2 separate regions of the Zea mays genome follow, and region 1 is linked to region 2. The links are chromatin contacts, called in public Hi-C maps. All regions are on one chromosome and are shown on one strand. The core of a region is the stretch at or near the end of the contact, and the rest is flanking DNA. Distances in the headings are between cores, read along the strand shown. Region 1 holds the start of LOC103631498. Region 2 holds the start of LOC103630273 (protein G1-like7).

What was found. Hi-C and Micro-C count contacts between places; a contact is called where the count stands out from the background.
Region 1: a contact with region 2 is called in a Hi-C map of leaf, with 4 times the contacts expected there. The contact joins the promoter of LOC103631498 here to the promoter of LOC103630273 in region 2. A contact is called at or near these places in 2 of 25 Hi-C or Micro-C datasets (leaf and tassel).

Annotation. Positions count from the first base shown.
Region 1 is chr6:152,437,151-152,441,871 of Zm-B73-REFERENCE-NAM-5.0, forward strand. It overlaps LOC103631498, which reads right to left and starts at 1,922. Exons shown (of 3, transcript XM_020539538.2): 1 at 1,246-1,922; 2 at 745-925; 3 at 37-672. The coding sequence starts at 1,643. The coding sequence ends at 49. LOC100281100 (ATP binding protein) reads left to right here and starts at 2,148. Exons shown (of 5, transcript NM_001363939.1): 1 at 2,148-2,473; 2 at 2,630-2,678; 3 at 3,656-4,409; 4 at 4,550-4,682. The coding sequence starts at 2,293.
Region 2 is chr6:152,308,338-152,313,047 of Zm-B73-REFERENCE-NAM-5.0, forward strand. LOC103630273 (protein G1-like7) reads right to left here and starts at 2,083. Exons shown (of 1, transcript XM_008651337.2): 1 at 512-2,083. The coding sequence starts at 1,675. The coding sequence ends at 770.

The DNA of each region.
Region 1 (4,721 bases), core at 672-3,171, 130 kb after region 2:
TATATATATATATATATATATATATATATTCTTTCAAAAACGTAAAATTTACAATAAATATATCATATAGAAACTAATTTTATCATTATGAATCTTTCCCTGCATTTCAAGAGCCTTCATACGATTGTCTGCAACATTGTTTTGAATTTTTTCAAATCTATCAAGCTCCTCCACATTTATCGCACTCGCTTTATATTTTCCTTTTGCTTCAAGTGCAGCTCTTTTAGCTGCCTTCTGTCCCATTGGTCGAGGAAGGTCCACATCTTCTAGTCCTCCTCCTTGTGTGCTGCCATTCTCCATCTCCTTCCTCTTGCCATGGATATTATTGTTATAACTTATCCACTTAGCCTCGTTACGAACCATGTACCAAACATTCATAAGCTGAAAACGTAATCCTTTGTTCTCATCCTCAAAAAATTTATGTGCTTTATCTAACCACATTTCATCCGAGTATCCACTGGTGTAAACCCTCCTAGCTTTCACCCAACAATCATTGAACGAATTTGTCAATTTATTGATTTTGTGCCATCTATCTTTAACCTGCTTAGCAGTCCTCCATCTATTCTTGACAGTAGCTTGATTGTACTCCTGCATCACATCCGTCCAATATTTGTCAGACTTCTTGTTGTTTCCACCAATTGGGTCGATGGAGTGTTTGAGCCAAGCACTCATCTGCATACAAAGAGAATTTGTAAGTACAATGTGAAGCAGCTATAAAATTGACAAGTTAAATAATGAAAATACCACTCTCCCATCTTCCTCTGATTTCCATATTAGCTTGGCCTCAGTCCTAACTTCTTCATCTCCATCGTTTCTATCATTGTCTACAGGGTTGTCATGTGATTCATCCAATTGTGTGACATGTGATGTTCCTCTAACAAAATGAGAATTCTGACCCATCATATAATTTATGAACCCATCAGAGCTGAAAATAATTCACAAAAAGGAAGATGTAAGCCTACATACTGCATTTGTATAATTAAAACAATCTATACAAACAATCTGCACTATCAAATAATTCTGTTGAACACCCGAGCACACAGCCATACGTACTGGACAATGTATACAAGCAAATTTCTGTTCAGAAAATGAATTTCATAGTGAATATGTTTTCAGAACAATGTATACAAGCAAATTTCTTTTCAGAAAATGAATTTTGGAACATGAACAATGTGTACTGCATAAGCTTACTGAATCCATACAAGCAACTCCATACTGAACAAGGTTACCAGCAGCATGACTTACCTATGAAGCAAATCCGAATAAGTTGAAGAAGGTCCTGATGCCATAGATGAAGCAGAGCTAGCAGATGAGAATGGGCCGAATGAGGGGCGACTGCCAGGGGAAGGGCCACCGCGGGGGGAAGAGCTGTGGATGCCGGAACCCAACTGAAATCCAGGGCCGCTGCTCAGGGAAGAGTGGAATCCAGCACCGCTGCTCGGGGAAGAGTGGAATCCAGCACTTGTTGGAGATCCGTCGATGCCGACCGAATGGAGCCCGACGCTGCCGTTGGACGAGCCATGAACACCAGTAGGGGACGGGAACCGGGTCGCAGCGGTGTTGGAAGGTGCCACAAAGGGCCGGCGACTGGAGGCCAAGCGCTGAGCGGCGGCAGAGGTCTGATGGCCGGTGGATCTCTGCATGGTTGCCGCCGGTTCAGAGAAGGTGCAGAGGTAAGATTTGGGAGAGAAAATAGAGGGAATAAGGAGAGGAAGTGATTTAGCACCTGGATTTCGCGCCAAAAACAAAAATTGGTGGCGCGGCCGCACAGGATCTGCAAGAGACGGCCGGAACTCGTACAATCGGAAGAGGCGGCGTCGGTTCTTGCTAGGGACGGGAGCCAAAGACGTCTCTCCACCAAGCACCGGCTGCAGAGATTTTTTTTAGAAAACCCCCTGGAGACAGATGTGGAGACGCTTGATTAAATGGCGTTGTACACGCCCTAAGTCCATGTATTGGTTGGCCAAGTAGCGCACACAGTCTCCAAAACTAGTAGCTGGAGTACAGTTTAACTCCACCTTAAAGTTTATCTGCTTCGACCTCCCAACTCGCACTCGATTGAGCCGTTGCTTTGGGCGTTCCATACATAAATCGCCATCGCGGCATCGGGCCAAGCGCGAAATTATTGCGAGTTTGCTAGCCCCAACCACACCAACACCACCCGCTCCGCGTGGCCATCTTCCTCCTCGTCTCCACTCTCCACTGCAAGAGCTAGACGAATTAATGCTGAGGCGTCTAGCTCTTCCCTCGCCGGCACTGGCCGCATGCTAAGGCGAGAGTGGCCTTCTTCTCATGACCAGTGCATGGTTGGTCCGGGCGTACGTTCCCATGTTGCTCCGTAGCAGAATCTCGTCGGCGTCCATGGAGAAGACGCGCCGTCACCGGGTGCTGGCTGTGCTGCTGCTGCTGGTGGTGGTGCTGGTCTCCGCTCTCCCTGATCTCGGGAGCTGCCACAAAGATGATGCCGGACAAGGTATGTCAAGGCAGTGCGTCTCTATCTGTTGTCTCTCTTCGTGTGTCTATGTGAGTATATATGAGATAATTGGGCAACCGCTCCATGGGCATGGATTACCTTAATCATTGGGTTCTCCTTTTAATAACATATTCGGCTGATGCTAACTGGCTGTAGGAGGAACTACGAACCCAGAGGAAGATATGGTCTCTGTCTCCGAAGCTAGGTGAGATCTTCTTTCAGCTAATCCTGAGCCGGACCGGTTGTCCGATTCTAGTTTTCTTTGAGCATTCCAGATTCGGACAGTTCTCCTAAAAAATAGGGTTTTTTAAGCTGATGCTCTCGGATTTTCTGGTGTGCTTATTTTTACCTTTAGTCGTGTTTTTTTCTCAGTTTATATAAGTACTGGTTTGGAAGTATTCCCGAGGATAGTGAAATTAGCTCAATTTCTCCTGTGAATTCCTGAGGGAATTTAATTTTCTAAACTAACCTAAGTGTTTTTAGCTCAAACATTGGTGTTTAGCTACCGAACAGGGATGGCATTAGGCCCCGCTCTTTTTTTTCTTAATCTCTACTATATAAAGTATGACTTCTCACTTTTTTACCATTATCTTGCGTCACACGATAAAATTATACACAAGTGAAGGTTTAATCATTGGTTATTTACTCTTTATTCTCACATATAACCAACAAAACATATATTTTTTATGTTTTATATTCTATAATCAAACATAATATAAACAAAAGTCTATATAAAAGGCGTATCAAGGCATCTAACTATGCTAGCTGAAAAGCCAATACCGATTCAGCTTTGACTTCTTTCATGTAGCAGATGACACATCTTCAGCGCCATGCCTTTCAGTTTTCACCTGGAAACAGCGAATAGAAAAAATCAATGCGGATCACCTGTATATTCGGCACACCTATATATCTACCCTTCATGCATGGATCACATTTCACAAACTGTACGTAGTACCAACCAACAACTACACTACTGTCGATAGAAACAAGGATGGGCTTGGAATCATCCATCCATCCATTGGTTGTCAGGAATTGACAGCTGAACCAACGACACACACCAAGGCACCAAGCAGCCTCATCCCTCAGATGATGATGACACATCGACGCTTCTCAGATTGTTCTGCGCCTCTTGTGCTCACACTCCTTTTTGCCTCCGCTCAATTATTGCCTTATTGGCAGCAGGACAACCCACCACGGTGACCGGACCAGGAAATTCCTGCACGAGCAGCAGCAGCAGAACAGGTACTGGTCCGGGGATTTCGGCGACAAGGTGTCGTCGTTGACAGACTCCAGCCAGTACCCTCCAGACAGTGGAGGCAGTTCTTCTCAAAGCCCAGCGTCGACGTTCAAGCCAGACCAGTGGCAGCCATGGCTACCGTGGGCACCCAAGGCCCCGCCACCGATGAGCGTTCCTCCAGCGCAGGCCCCGGCACCTTTCCCCGCGGGGGTGGTCTCAAACCCTGGGCACAGCATCGCGCTGCCCCCGCAGCCGGCGGTGGTGGTGCCGGCCGACGCCGGCAGTAGGCCGGCGGTGGGTGCCGGCGTTCCGGCTGGAGGAGCGGGAGCGAGGCCGCGCTCTGGCGGTGTTGGCAGGCCTGTCTACGCCATGGCTGCGGCCGGGGCCTCCCTCGCCGCGGCCGCGGCCGTGGCGCTCCTCGTCCTCTGCTACCGGTCCAGCAGCGTGGTCACCGTCAGGCCCTGGGCGACGGGGCTCAGCGGGCAGCTGCAGAAGGCGTTCGTCACGGGCGTGCCGTCGCTCAAGAGGTCGGAGCTCGAGGCCGCGTGCGAGGACTTCAGCAACGTCATCGGCTCCCTGTCGGATTACATGGTGTATAAGGGGACGCTGTCCACCGGCGTGGAGATCGCCGTGGTGTCCACCACCAAGAACTCTGCCAAGGAGTGGTCCAAGCACTGCGAGTCACAATTCAGGAAGAAGGTTCAAAATAAAATAAATGCTGCCACTCTGAGACTGTCCATCCGATATACGTGCTTGCTCAGCATCAAACTAGTAACAAATCAGCTGACATCAATAGCTAGAGTAGTAATATACTAGCGATGCAAATCTTTCACTTTCAGATAACAAGCCTGTCCAGAGTGAACCACAAGAACTTCGTCAACCTGCTGGGCTACTGCCAGGAAGAGCAGCCGTTTACGAGGATGATGGTGTTCGAGTACGCTCCAAACGGCACGCTCTTCGAGCATCTGCACGGTAGTCACTCGGCTGCACTGGACTGCATTGGAGGAGCTC
Region 2 (4,710 bases), core at 833-3,332:
GATGCATTCTCTATATTGAATGCAACCAGGTGTAATATATAAATACAGTATATATATATATATATATATAATGATTCTCTTTGTGAAGTCAAAAACAGCACAAGCGGCAGTGCCGCTCTGAAGGCCGCTTCATTAAACAACTACTATTCAAACATTATATTCGCGCGTCTGTGGACCCTAGCTAGCTGGTATAGCTATGTTCTGCCGCTCTAGTGATAGCGCCATTTGAGGATGAAATGTGAATATGTGATGAATGGGACCTAGAAAAATTGAGGGAAAACTAAGAGAATATATAATAATGGATGATGAAAGTCTCCACACAGCAGGCCGCTGCACGAGTGAGACAATCATCATGATTACTTGTTAAGCAGGATCACAGGCATCTAGAAATTTATGTCAATGTGACCTCATGCATAGCACTCAAATCAGCATGCAGACGGTAGAAGTCTGAACATGCATCCTGAATATATATGAACAAAAATATCGTATATCTATATCGTCTGAATATATATATGCAAATTAACTTTTTTTTTTCTTGAAGTGAAATGATATATGTTTTCTTTATATGTACGTACTTCCTCCTAATTAACATGATCCTACAAGTCCCTTAGACCTCTCTTTATATATGCCAGTAAACAATAACAATATATAGTAATAATAGTGAGCAACTAAAAATTCAAGATGGAAGCGGTTGGGATTAGAATTTGGAGGACGGCGATGATACGATTGAATCAGAATTCAGAAGGCTAGTAGATGATCTACACACTTATCACGAGCTTGGCGCGGATCCTTCTTTCTCCTTCTTGCTTGTCGTCGTCGTCGTGGCTGGGGCGACACTGCTACTACTTGCACTAGCACTGGAAATAATACTTGCAGGAGGAGCCGGCGTGGCGGTCTGCTGTCGTTGTGGTTCATCTGCAGATGGCGATGGTTCGTCGTCGTCCTCGTCATCACCACCGCCGGCCCCTGACGACGTCCCGGCGGCCTCTGCAGTTACAACAGGAGGCGGCGCGACCGGAGGCGCGGCGGCGCTCCCGCGCTTCCGCTTCTTCTTCTCGTACGGGATGCCGCGGGCCTTGGCCTGCGCCTCCCGCACGTCGCGGAGGTAGATGCGCACGGCCTTGGCCGCGAACGGGTTGGACTCGGGGCGGCCGCCGGACTCCTCGTACGCGGCGCGGAGGCGGCCGATGAGCGCGTCGAGGCTACCCCAGGCCTGGCGCAGCGGGCACGTGCAGGGCGCCGGCGGGTTCGGCTGCCCGAAGTAGGCGCAGCCCTCAGCGTGCACCTTCGTCTTGCCGAACTGGTCCAGGTAGCGGAGGAACTCGATGACGTGTGCGCCGCTGCAGCGTGCCAGCGTCAGCGGCGGCTTGTGGTTCCGCAGGTACTGCAGGAACGTGTTCCAGTCCCGGCGCTTCTGCGACTCGTACCGGCTGAGCCCCGCCGGAGGCTGCTGCGTTAGCGGCTGCGGCTGCGGCTGCGCCTGGGCCCTTACTGCTGGCTGTTCCCTCTGCTGTGCTCCTTGTTGCTGCTGTGCTTCCTGCTCTGCCTGCTGCCGGCTCGACGAGGAGGCTGCTGCGGCGGCCGAGGACGACGACGGCGACGGCCCGGCCTCTGCTGGCTCACTGGTTCCTCCTCCGCCACCACCACCGGCAGGCGCGTCCGGACCAGGCTCCATGGCCAGCAACTCCCCGATCGATCCGTTAGCAGCTCTCCCTGCCTGCTGCCGTTTAAGTGTAGCCGTTTAGGTAGTAGGAGAGAGAGCGAGACTACCGCGTACCAGGCAGAGAGAATCAAGCTACTAAGGACGACGATGATGTGAGGAGGTAGAAGAAAGCAGCAGCCAGCAGGAAGAAAAAAGAAAGAAAGAAGCAGCTGCTTGGGAGTGTGGCATTCTTTGCGGCTTTTGTCGCTGGTTGCGTTAATAGCGTCTCCACTACACACTGTCGACTGCTTAATCGTAATCATTTCTTTATTTGTTTATTACTGTTTTTCTTTTGTTTCCAGGCCGTAGTATTGTACTATAAAAATGTATAGAAATAGATTTAGGATGTTACCATGCTATAGTTCCGGTCTAGTTACAATCGTTACTGACACACAAACGTTAATATCGGTTCTACCAGCTGAGACCCTAGAAAGAGCATTAGTATCAATTGGTGGCTGCAACTTGTACTAATGTTCTAGCTTTAGTATCACTTTGAGTCATCAATCAATACTAAAAATGTGTTCGAGACATTAGTACCGCAACTAGTATTAAAGCCAAGATATTAGTATTGATTGACCTAGCTAGCAACCGATACTAATACTCCATTCTATTATTTAGGGGCTTGTTTGTCTAGCGTCATGTATATAGAGAGGAAATATGTTCATGTTCTGTTCATGGCAATAATCTTCAAGGTGGTGCTATAATTTTTTAAGACATTATATTGAAGGTTTCACTTATCCAATTGTAGAGAAAAGGTTAGAGTTGATCCTCTCATATTGAATGATGAAAATGGTTTATTGTCTTCTTTACTTTTTGTCGGCGTTTCGACCCCGGGGGGTCCCTGGACCGACGAGTAAATTGTCGCTGCGTGTCCCAGTCCAGATGGGTCGGCGCGAAACGGAACACAAGGGGGAACAAAAAAGGGGAACCGCGGCTCGTGTTGTCCTGCGCCCAGGGCGGATGCGCTTGCAGTAGGGGTTACAAGCGTTCGCGAGGGAGAGGGAGAGAGAGAGAGACTGCCCGTCAGCCCGTCCTCCCGCGCGGCCACCTTCTCGTACGAGGGCCCTGGACCTTCCTTTTATAGATGTAAGTAGAAGGCCAAGGTGTACAATGGGGGGTGTAGCAATATGCTAATGTGTCTAGCAGAGAGGAGCTAGAGCCCTATGTACATGCTGACGTGGCTGTCGGAGAGGTGTTGGTGCCCTGTTCATGTGATGTCGTGGCCGTCAGAGGAGCGCTCGAGCCCTATAGAAGCACAGCTGTCGAGGCTGTCGGGTCCTTGCTGACGTCTCCTTGCTTCCGTAGGGGGCTGAGAACCGCCGTCATCATGGAGCACGCGGGGTGCCATCATTACATGTTTACCGGGGCGAGCCAGATGGGACGCCGGTCTTGTTCCCCGTAGCTTGAGCTAGCTATGGGTAGGGTAATGATGTACCCCCTGTTGCGTGGTCGGTCCGAGCCCAAGGCTGGGCGAGGTGGTGACTCCTCCGAGGTCGAGGTTGAGTCCGAGCCCTGGGGTCGGGCGAGGCGGAGACCGTCTTCCGAGGTCGAGGCTGAGTCCGAGCCCTGGGGTCGGGCAAGGCGGAGACCGTCTTCCGAGGTCAAGGCTGAGTCCGAGCCCTGGGTCGGGCAAGGCGGAGCTTCCTATGGCGCCTGAGGCTGGACTCGGCTGTTGTTAGCCTCACCCTGGCGGGTGGCACAGCAGTCGGAGCAGGGCAGGCGACGCTGTTTTCCTGTCAGGTCAGTCAGTGGAGGGGTGAAGTGACTGCGGTCACTTCGGCCCTATCGATTGAGGAACGCGCGTCAGGATAAGGTGTCAGGCGATCCTTGCATTGAATGCTCCTGCGATACGGTCGGTTGGCGAGGCGATCTGGCCAAGGTTGCTTCTCCGCGAAGCCTGCCCGAGCTGAGCCTCGGGCGAGTCGAAGGTGCGCCCGTTGCCTGAGGAGGCCCTCGGGCGAGGCGTGAATCCACCTAGGTCTATTGTTCCTGTCTGAGGCTGGGCTCGGGCGAGGCGAGATCGTGCCCCTGAAGTGGACCGAGCTTTGACCTGTATTGCGCCCATCAGGCCTTTGCAGCTTGTGTTGATGGTGGTTACCAGCCGAGTTTAGGAGTCTTAGGGGTACCCCTAATTATGGTCCCCGACAGTAGCCCCCGAGCCTCAAAGGGAGTGTTGGTACTCGCTTGGAGGCTTTATCACACTTTTTTGCAAGGGGACCGACCTTTCTCGGTTGCATTTCGTTCCGGTGGGTGCGCGCGAGCGCACCCGCCGGGTGTAGCCCCCGAGGCCTCGGAGGAGTGGTTTGATTCCTCCGAGGTCTTAGTGCCTTTCGTGACGCCTCGGCCGGTCTGGTTGTTCCCTCATGCGATCTGATCGTAGTCCGGGTGCACGGTCAGGTTCTGAGTCCTCGGGCTGGTATGTTGACGCTGTCAACGGATTGGCCGGAGCCGGGTTTGCGAGAGCAGCCCCCGAGCCTCCGCACAGAGCGAGAGGACGGTCAAGGATTAACTTGGCTTTTATCATACGCCCCTTTGTCGCCTTTCCGCAAGGAGGAGGGGGGGAAAGCGCCATGTTGCCCTCGGAGGGCGCCGAACATGGTGTCTCCGGTGAGTTGCTAACGGGTGATCCGAGTGGACGCATGTGCCCCGTTCGATGAGGGTCGGCTAGTGGCCCAGAGGCGCGCTCCAAAAGTACTTGTAGGTGATTTGCCATACCCGGTCCCGTTTGATAGGGTCCGAGGGCTCGATGCCTCCCTCTGATCGGATTCCGTTACAGAATCGCTCCTGTTGGTCTCGGAAATGTCCTAGGGTACCTCGGGAGCGTAGCCCGAGCCTCGGCCATGTATCGGACGTACCTAGAGTCATCCCTCGCTCTGCGTGTTCTGAGGCTGCTGTCGAACCCTTCGGGGGGCCAGCCTTCGAACCCCTGATCAGTAGTGGGTGCGGAGCCCGAGTGGCCTGAGGCGGCTGTCGAACCCTTCCGAGGGGCCAGCCTTCGAACCTGTGAC